2 separate regions of the Mus musculus genome follow, and region 1 is linked to region 2. A link is a contact called in public Hi-C data. All regions are on one chromosome and are shown on one strand. Each heading gives the region's core, a stretch centred on a gene start, on an enhancer-like site or on the middle of the called end of the contact. The rest is flanking DNA. Distances are from core to core; before and after follow the strand shown. Region 1 has its middle 10 kb from the start of Gm43837. Region 2 overlaps Tbc1d1 (TBC1 domain family, member 1).

What was found. A called contact is a pair of places that touch in the nucleus more often than the background predicts.
Region 1: a contact with region 2 is called in a Hi-C map of myocytes, with 2.4 times the contacts expected there. The contact joins two enhancer-like sites. A contact is called at or near these places in 6 of 484 Hi-C or Micro-C datasets (brown adipocytes, embryonic fibroblasts, embryonic stem cells and 3 more) and 1 of 115 datasets of contacts at active chromatin or transcription factors (pancreatic cancer cells).

The regions. Positions count from the first base shown.
Region 1 is chr5:64,365,132-64,369,792 of GRCm38.p6, forward strand. No RefSeq gene overlaps it. Among named protein-coding and RNA genes, the nearest start is that of Gm43837, 10 kb to the right of the region's middle. Within about 2 kb of position 2,505, at least 85 of the 459 cell types and tissues checked have an H3K27ac peak or open chromatin away from gene starts, as enhancers often do. A contact at or near this core is called in myocytes, pancreatic cancer cells and uterus, where this site is marked.
Region 2 is chr5:64,194,791-64,199,840 of GRCm38.p6, forward strand. The region is part of intron 2 of Tbc1d1 (TBC1 domain family, member 1); the gene reads left to right. Among named protein-coding and RNA genes, the nearest start is that of Tbc1d1, 37 kb to the left of the region's middle. Within about 2 kb of position 2,316, at least 74 of the 459 cell types and tissues checked have an H3K27ac peak or open chromatin away from gene starts, as enhancers often do. A contact at or near this core is called in myocytes, pancreatic cancer cells and uterus, where this site is marked.

The sequences.
Region 1 (4,661 bases), core at 1,255-3,754, 170 kb after region 2:
AGAAAAGAAAAAGATGCTTCCCAGAGAGAGAGGAGCCCTGTTACTGGTGTCTGAGGAAGTCTTAAACTAATGCCTTCACCAGTGTCCTGGAAAGTTCTGGAATGCTTGGCTTCAAGCAGACCTTGTGTCACTGACAACTCATTTGATGTTGATCATGTGTGTGATGTGGTTGGTATCCATTGGAACCCACTGTGGTGTCATAACCCTGGTGGGAATGAGAGTGCCTGCCAAAGTTGTGGGGAGGGTGGGCCAGCAGTTGCACCTGGCACATAGTAGGATTCACTGATGACCATTTTTCCTGGCTTCCTATTAGGGCAATGAGTCGCACAGAGCCAGAGAGCAGGCAAGGGTTTGCGACTTACAGGACGAGCAGAAGAGATTGGAGGCCTCCCAGTTACCAGTGCTTGTTGATATTTGAAGTGATTATTTTTAAATGAAAGCACCACGTGACGCAATTATCTGTTGTTGCATAACGTTAAAACCTTACAAGGCAAGTGAGACCCACAGCAATAAAAAATGCAAAGAAAGTAGATCTCTCAGCAGACAAAAGAAAAAAGGATCGTCTATTACAGAAGCCGCAGCCATTGTTAAAGCTTTGCTGTGAGATCACCGGTCCTTTCTCTGGTCCTATATTAACGCTCACGTGCACCTGTGTATTGGAAGGTACCAGGGCAAGGCTGGCTGAGGCTCTGAAGCTGAAAGTAGCAAGGAAATAATCTATAATCCTCACCCTAAGGTACTATGAATCTGCTTGGAGCTTCTGTGAAGAGTAGGAGTGGAGTAGGGATGTGGGGAGCACTGGCATCTGGTGAGTCTCTGTGGTGAGTCAGTACAGAGTGAGAGCCCTGCTCCTAGTGAAAAGGACTGAATGTAAACATGTGTGCTCAGGTCTGTCCTGTGCCATAATGCCACAGTTCTACTGGATGAGGGCTCCATCACTTGATCTCATTTAACCTTAGCTTCCAAATGTCCCACCCTCCAAAGGCTGTCGTATTAGGTTTCTGCTCTCGTAACACCACACAACGGGAATTAAGTTTTGGCATGACTTTCAGGGAGAACACTCAAGCCACAGCACTCCTGTTCTGGTGTATCCTGAATACAAGGCCAGGATCATCCTGCTTGAGGTAACTCTACATCCGCACGATCCTGGGTGGGGTGAGAGCAGTGACTGTCAGTCAGCTTCCTGATGTGCACTCCAGAACTCTGAAGAATAATTGTAAAGGAAGGGCAGGCTGCCCAACAGCGACCGAATGGATGACTGAGGAGTGGACGACTGGGGAAGGCCCTGGAGGGCTTGAGAGAACATGGAGCTCTATGGCTTACAGACACAAGTTGGTGGATGCAGTTGTGAGTTAAGCTTGCCTTCCGAGTGACACTGACCTTGGTCATGCAAGTTGCTGGGGCTCTAAAAGAAGAAAAGATTTTAGGAAAAAGAAAAAAAAACTTTTAAGAAATGCAACATTCAGCTGAAACTTGGAAGAGGAGTCTAAACATTACTTTGGCTCGTAGCTTAGTGCACGAAAGTAGAGTGAGAGACCAGTTCGCAGAAAAGGGTTAGTTTTGAAACTCTACTGTGTGTAAAAAAGACAGCCAGAAAGCAGCTCAAGTCAACCTCATGTGTAACCGCAGCATCAGAAAAACATGAGGCAGGGGCAGTTGGCAGGAGGCATGTCTATCTGTCTTCCATCAGTCTGTCTATCTATCTATCTATCTATCTATCTATCTATCTATCTATCTATCATCACTTAACTATTACAAATTTACCCCCATGAAAGCAATAGGGGCAGAAACCTGAGTTTTGTGGGTCTCTGTTATGGTAATCTTCATTCTCACCTTGGCCGGATTCAGAATTACATAGGAGCCACTCTGTGACTGTGTTCCCCAAAGGGCTAACTGAGAAGAAAATAGCCCTAAATGTGGGAAGCACCATCTCTTAGGGTCCTGGACTGAAAAGGCAAAGTGGGGGTGAGGTGGGGTGGGGTGGGGGAGGCTGAGCACCAGCTTCCATCTCTCTGCTTCTTGACCACGGTCTCCTGCCTTGCCTTTCCTGCCACAACAGATCGCATGCTTCCCTACCAATGAACTTTTCTTCTTAGGTTTCTTTTGTTAGGGAGTCTATCAGAGCAATGAGAAACATAACAGTCTCCTGATGTCATTTTAAGTGTTATCTACAACAGGGAGAACTCTGCTGTCCCCCTCAATGACTAAGTCAGGCTTACAACTTCTGGGTTGGGTTGAGGCAATTAAAAAAAAAAAAGCCTTTGAATTGGAAAAAAAAAGCCTTCTTTCAGATTTTAGCTTTTCAAGTCTAAAGTAATAGTTAAACACCGAACCGGAGTTAACCTTAAATCTTCTCTTTTCTCTCTTGGCATTGACTCCCTCCTCCTGGAAGTCTGCCCTGGGAAGCTTGCTCCTCCTCCTCCCCTCTCTCAGCTCACCTCCTCCCCTTGCTGGGCGCCATTCCCCTGCATGCCTGGAACGCAGCCCAGCGAGGAGAGCGGTGACAGAACAAGAGTCTTCTCTCACGTGTCAGGGTGGCCCAAGCCTTTTGGGCTGGGCAGCTGGCCTCCCTGGAGAGACCTGGCAGCCCATGAAAGCTGACCCTGTCAGAGGCCTCCAGCCGGGCAGCTTTCTCTGTCTATCCCCTGACTTGGGCTGAAGAGTCTCTGTGCCTCAGGGTGGCCTTATGTGACTCCTTCCCCAGCTGCAGGGATTCTTATGGGCTAAAAACCAGCCTCTTTCCATTGAGGTCTTCTGTTCAGGCCCACAGGTCCCAAGGCCATGGTGGCCTTACCAGTGACCTTTCCCACGGGGACCCATATCTGATGTGGGGACGTCTCTTGCTCTGTCACCAGTGGTCATCACTAACATTTGAATGTCACATTACCCATCACTGTCCTATGACCACATCTACTATCTAGTGACATTAATGTTCACCGCCACCTGCAGGACAGGTGAATCTGGCAAGCTGTATCTGTGACATTGGCTCTAAACTTCTGCCTGCCGTTTGTACACCATGAGACACCACATGGATGTTTCACTTACCACTGACTCTGTTGCAGAAGCAGAAACCAGGAGAGTGAGCCTTTATAGACCAGGAAGAACTTACCATGAGGCTTTGAGCAGTTCAGGAGTATCTCTGGGTCTCAGTTTTCCCAACTAGCAAATGGGGTGGACTTGTTATCATCTGGGTCGTTTCTCACACTAAAATTCCATGACCTAACCCAGCTCTAGCATAAAGAATGGCATGGAGGGGTGTGGAACTAGAGGATGAAAGGACTGCATAGGATCGTGGCCACAGCCAGGCTCAGAGAGACTGGTATAAATGCCCCTGAAATCTTTAACATGACAAAAGGTTAAGTACATACTTAAAATGCCTTGAAATCTAGGTCTTTGATAATTGCTTCTTTTTAGCTCTAAAGAGAAGGCTCAATAACAGGAGAGGCTTCAGCACATTGTTTCAAGCGAGACCCTTAAAACATTTGCTCTTCTGACTCATTAACTCCGCACCAGAAATAGATTCAAAGAACCCATCAGAAGCATACACAAAGATTTATTCACAGGAGTGTGATTCATGGTCATCTTCATGGTAGTATAAACTACAAGCTACTCCTTTTATTCCATCTGTGCTCACAGGATACATCCTCAGAGAGGGTTTCCAACTGCACCTGCGTCAGGTCTGGGGAGATGGCTCTGTTGGCAACCTGCTTGCTGTATAAGTGTGAGGACAGGAATTTGGTCCCCTAGAGCACATGTTAAAAACAAAATGAGCTAGGTGAGTGTAATGGTGCCAACCTCTAATCCCAGAACTCAGGAGGCAGAGGTAAGCAGATCTCTGTGAGTTCAAGGTCACTTTGGTCTACATAGAGTGCTCCAGGACAGCCCAGACTACGGAGAGATCTTGTCTTGAAAGAAAGAAAGAAAGAAAGAAAGAAAGAAAGAAAGAAAGAAAGAAAGAAAGAGAGGGGGGAGGGAGGGAGGGAGGGAGGGAGGAAGGAAGGAAGGAAGGAAGGAAGGAAGGAAGGAAGGAAGGAAGGAAGGAAGGAAAAGAAAAAGAAGAAAGGGGGCTAGAGAGATAACTCAGAAATTAAGAACACTAGCTGTTCTTCCAGAAGACCTGGGTTTGATTTCCACACAGTATCAGGGATCTAGTGCACTTTTCTGGCCCCCACAGATACGGCACACATATCTACATTCAGGCAAAATGCCAATACACATAAACCTTACACATAAACCATTAAAAAAAAATTAAGCCAAACATAACAGATGCCTATAATCCCAGTGTTCAGGATGCAGAGACAGAAGGATCTCTGCAGTTCATTGGCCAGCCATTCTATCCAAACTGGTAAGTTTCAGGGAGAAACCCTGTATCAAAAGCTGACATTAACTTTTGATCTCCACCTATCTGCAGGTACTCTTATGCTTACACACACACACACACACACACACACACACACACACACACCACATATATGCACATAAATATACACAGTCTTGTCTGTATTTTACATCAACATCACATTTGATGTATGCATACATTTGTTTCTTTTTATTCCAACTAAGATGTGTGGGTTTCTATGCTGGTCTTCTATGACTGGAAGCACATTTAAATCCAAGGACGTTTTAAAGAAAAACAATTTGAAAAAAATTAGACATAAAGA
Region 2 (5,050 bases), core at 1,066-3,565:
GGTCTGCTGTAAGAGCAACAGGTGCCTTTAACCATTTGGCATCTCTCCAGGCCCCAAAACAATTTTAAATGGCTTCCAGTCTACCACTATATCACCCTGAGTGCACCAATTCCATGTAAATGGTTTTCACATACAATGTAGTTTTAAAATCATTCTAGACATTTCTAGAGTATCATATTATCTTAGATGTGATACCATTTGCTTAAAGTGGGATATGGCACCTGACTTCTAACCTAAGACCAAAAAAAAAAAAAAAAAAAAAAAAAACCAAACAACCCCCCCCACTCATTCCTTTCATTACACACAAATATACACATATTGTGCTTATATATATATATATACACACACACAATACATATATATTTATAAACACACACATATAAATATACATATATACAATCTTCATATTCATATATATATACAGATATTGTGTACATGTTTTCCTATATAAACATACATAAAGAGCAAAATGGTAAAATGTATGTGTGTGTCTGTCTGTGTGTGTGTCTGTGTGTGTGTGTGTGTGTCTGTGTAGACTCTGGAGCTGGACAAACCTAGATTTTTTATTTATTTGTTTGTGTTGGGGGATCTCAGCAGCCATAGTGAGTGTGGAGGTCAGAGGACAGCTTCACCTGAGTCTGTTCTCTCTTCCTACTATGTGGCCTGGGGATCAAGCTTAGGTTCTCAGGCTTGGGGACAAGAGTCTATAGATGCCAAGCCATCTCCCCAGCCCTTGATGTGTGTGTGTGTGTGTGTGTGTGTGTGTGTGTGTGTGTGTGTGTGGATGTGTGTGGTGTGTGTTTGTGTGTGGTGTGTATGTGTGGGGATGTGTGTGTGGAGTGTGTGTGTATTTGTGTGTGTGGAGTATGTGTGTATGTGTTTGTGTGGAGTATGTGTGTGTATGTGTTTGTGTGTGGGGGTGTGTATTTGTGTGTGTGTGTGGAGTGTGTTGTGGGGGTGTGTGGTGTGTGTTTGTGTGTGTGGCATATGTGTATGTGTGTGTTTGTGCTTGTGTGTATGTGGAGTATGGGTGTGTGTGGTGTGTGTTTGTATGTGTGGTGTGTGTGTGTGTTTGTGTGTGCTTGTGTGTATGTGGAGTGTGTGTGTGTATGTGTGTGGTGTGTGTTTGTGTGTGTGGTGTATGTGTGTGTGTGGTGTGTTTATGTAAGACAAGGACTCTTGTAACTCTGGCTATCCTTGACCTTGTTGTATAGTAAGGGTAACTTTGAACTCCATATCTTCCTGTTCCCCCTCCTACCTTCTGGGATTCCAGACCTTGCCACGATGCCTAAAAAACCCACAGATCTTTCTTGCTGTGGCTGTGTTCCTTGGCAGCTAGAAAGACATTTAAAATGTAAGTTTAACCATCAGTAAACTGAGGGCACCACAGATTCCATTAGATAGACTATAAGGACAAAAGAGAAGATCTGTGCTGAGTATTTGGCATCTGCCCTACATCCAGCAAGCTGTGACCATGCCCAGCATGGTGAATGGTGAGCACTCTGAAGACAAGATTGGCATGATCTTGGCATCTGTGTGGATTACACCATGGGAGGCTGCCTTACCATGCTTCACTGGGGTGGCTTGTCTGTGAGGTCTGCCAAGTCTCTGAGAACTGGGTCTAAGCCAAGAGACATGTCATAGTCTTTTGAGGGATTTTCTTTTAACCTGTTTAGTTATTTATTATTTATGTATGTGTGTACTTTCAGAGGCCAGAAAAGGGCATCAGATCCCTACCCTACCCCACCCTGCCCAGCTAGAGTTACTGGCAGTTGTGAGTCACCCAACCTAACATGGGTACTTGGTACTGAACCCTTGACCTCTGGAGGAAGAGTATGTACTCTTAACTGTTGAGCCATCTCTCCAGCTCTTTAGACACAATTTATTATTTGACTTTGAGTTTCTGTGTAGGCTTATTAGTCTTGAAAAACTATGTTTCAACAGACCACACATGACCAGTCCTGATCTTTGACGCAGGGCCAAAAATGTCTCAGAAGCCTGGCAAGTGGGGCACACAGAGCATACTGAAAGCCAGCAAGGCCCCCTGTACTGCATGTGTTCTGTGTAAATGAAGACACTCAGAAGACCAGTTGGTTTTGACCTCTGGATCCAATGGATAGAACCACTGGACAGGCAATGTCGGCTGTGGGTACACCATGCGTTGTGGTTCTGTGTACTGGGGCTGCAGGGCTGGCCTGTGGTTAGATGAGAATCCAGACTGCTGGAATCTAGAAATGTCAGCTGGCTAGGCAGCTGTCTGTCCAGGAGCAAGGTCAGACATACAGGATGAGTCAGGATGGGTTTGGACGACACTAGTGTAGGATGTTCAGAGGCTAGTCCAGGCTGCCTGTCACAGGGATAGGTCAGGACTGAGAACAAGGCTAGCCAGAGCTGTGTCCAAGAACCAGAGTGGAAACTAGAGAGAGAGAGAGAGAGAGAGAGAGAGAAAGCCAAAGGCCACAGCAGGGCGGGGCAGAGAGGGACGGGGGAAGAGGAATGTTTTCTTTGCTTGCTAACTGGTCAGGAAGTCTGTATCAAGAAAAGGGAGACGAGGGCGCAGAAGACGGGTTTCCTTTCTGTAGGACAGAACCTGGCGAGCAGAGGGCAGTCTGACCCAGGGTAACTTGCAGTTTCTGTGGGGAGGAGTTCAGGGTAAGAGGGGGTCACCTGTGCTACTTCCCCAGGGTCCTGTCACATGGACATTTCTCCCTCTCATCCTCATATAGACTCAACTGTGCCGCAGAAATAAATGAACCCCGAAGCTCAGTGGTTAGCACAAGGATCCTCTAGTTGCTGCTCCGGGGCCTGTGTGCTCTGAGTTGACGATAGCCAAGAGTCTTTGTTCTGAGGCCCCAAGCTGCCTCTCTCTTATGTTCTGTTGTGACCTCTGCTATAGTGCAGAAGAAAAGACTGGGAAAGTTCCCTTACTTCACTCTAACCCCACACTGTATTTCTTTTTTTTTTTAATTTAGTTTAATTTTTTATTTTTTGAACATTAGTGTTTTATCTGCACATATGTCTATGTGGAGGTGTTAGGTCCCCTGGAACTAGAGTTACAGACAGTTGTAAACTGCCACATGGGTGCTAGAAATTGAACCCTGGTCTCCTGGAAGAGCAGTCAATGCTCTTAACCCCCGGATCCCTCTCTCCAGCTCCCAACACTGTATTTCTTATCTAGACTTTTTGGGCAAGTTCCTTAACAGTCTCCACATTTCCACCCTTGTCTTCCCCAGGTCTAAGGCAGCCAGCTCCAGGCATGACCATCATTGCCGCAGATCTGGTGATGTGCCCTTCTGCTGCCCTCTCCACTTATGGTCTAGCATAGCTCTGCCCTTCAGAGAACAAGCCATGGAGACTTAGTAAGATTTTCTCGGCCTTCTGAGTCTCATTTTGCCAGTTGCCCTACCTCTCCCAGTTGCTTACATCTCATATCCCCTTATCCTAGGCCCACGTCATCCTCTTTCTCTAGTCTATAACATTCCATGGCCTCTCTTAGTTCTAGAGCATCCCAGATTCCCTTTGTTCCTGTGACCTAGACCGCTCAGTACCCTCCCTGTTTGGCTACCTTTAACTTAACTTGCCATTTCTAAGCTTGCATGCCACTTTCCCAGAAAGCCTCTCTTGCATAAATTTGCAAGGAAAATCATAGGCTTCAGTAGACTGTAATCTTCAAGAGAGGGATTTCCATCTTGCTCCCTGAATGACCCACACACTTAGAACTGTCCTTAACACATAACAGTTAACACATAACTTCCTTGTATGAGTGAATGAATGAATGAATGAATGAACAAATTGTATGTAAAAATTCTTTAGCTCCAAAAACCAACACTAACCAACAAAGGTAGAAAAGAGAATCATTTAGAAGAATCCTAGGGTTTTTCACAGAGTCACCATGACGTGTGCAAAGCCGGTCTGACCAAGCCATGAAGGGTCGGCATCAGGCAGGAGAAACCACAGACGTGGTTACATCACAGGGATACCCTGGCAAGGGCACCACCCTGGCTTTGCTATCAGACACCGCTGCCCTGGCACTGCAGCTGCTGGGCATTAGCTACAGCTCCATGGCCCTTCTTGTGTTTCAGCTCTCATTAACCCTGTGACTTGACATTACCCTGGGAGAGTAGCAGCCTCAGACAGGAATATCTGATGGGTGAGATGAGTTCAGGCATCCATCTGTGGCTAGAGAGCTGCTGAAAGTGAGTCCTCGCACTTATCAATGGACCGGGCAGGCCTCCACCTGTTTTAGAACAGCCATTTAAGACTGAATGACCTCACAAACTTGAACTATGGGGACTGCTTAGAATAAAGATTTCCATCAACTCAGACGGGCATAAAAATTAGGAAATGTTGAGTCCACAATTCCTAGTCCTATTCCATTCTAAAAAGAACCATTATGATACGTTGGTAACAGTTCATCCACATGTCTATTAGATGCTTCTTGGATAAGAATTATCTCTTGAGTCATACAGGGCTAGACGTAGCAGTTACGGTATGCTTGCCCTTTGTATATGAAGCGAGCGCTCTGGTGTTTTTACTTGGGAATAAAATGGCTGGTTAGAGTCTCAAGGCTTGCCCAGGTGCCGTTGTGGGGATGATTGGTAACTCAGAGGGAATCACAGATGTCCCACAAGCAGGGAGCACACTGGCTCTCAATGCTGGTGCTTCGTGTGTGTGATATTAAGAAGCCCTGGGTATTACCTGTCTGAGACTGATCAAGGTGGGACCCTGTCTATCAATTTATGGGGAAGCCAAGATAGGTTCTGATAGAAGGGAAGTATCCACTGTGCTTTATCTTTGTCAGATGTTAGTGACCCAAGAGAACAGCATCCTACACAGAAATCCTTCACAGAATAAACTATGTGAAGAGTTCTGCTAGGAAATTATCCAAATGTATTTTTTTTTCTGGGTAGTTTCTGCTTAAGTAAACTTCTAGACCTAACCTGCCATCACCTGACTGCCTGAAAAGTTAGTTCCCGGTGGCCACCTGCTCATTTTCTTTGTTGTGTTGGTGGGTGGCTGACTCTGGTGCCCTGGAGGCTGTGCTCAGCAA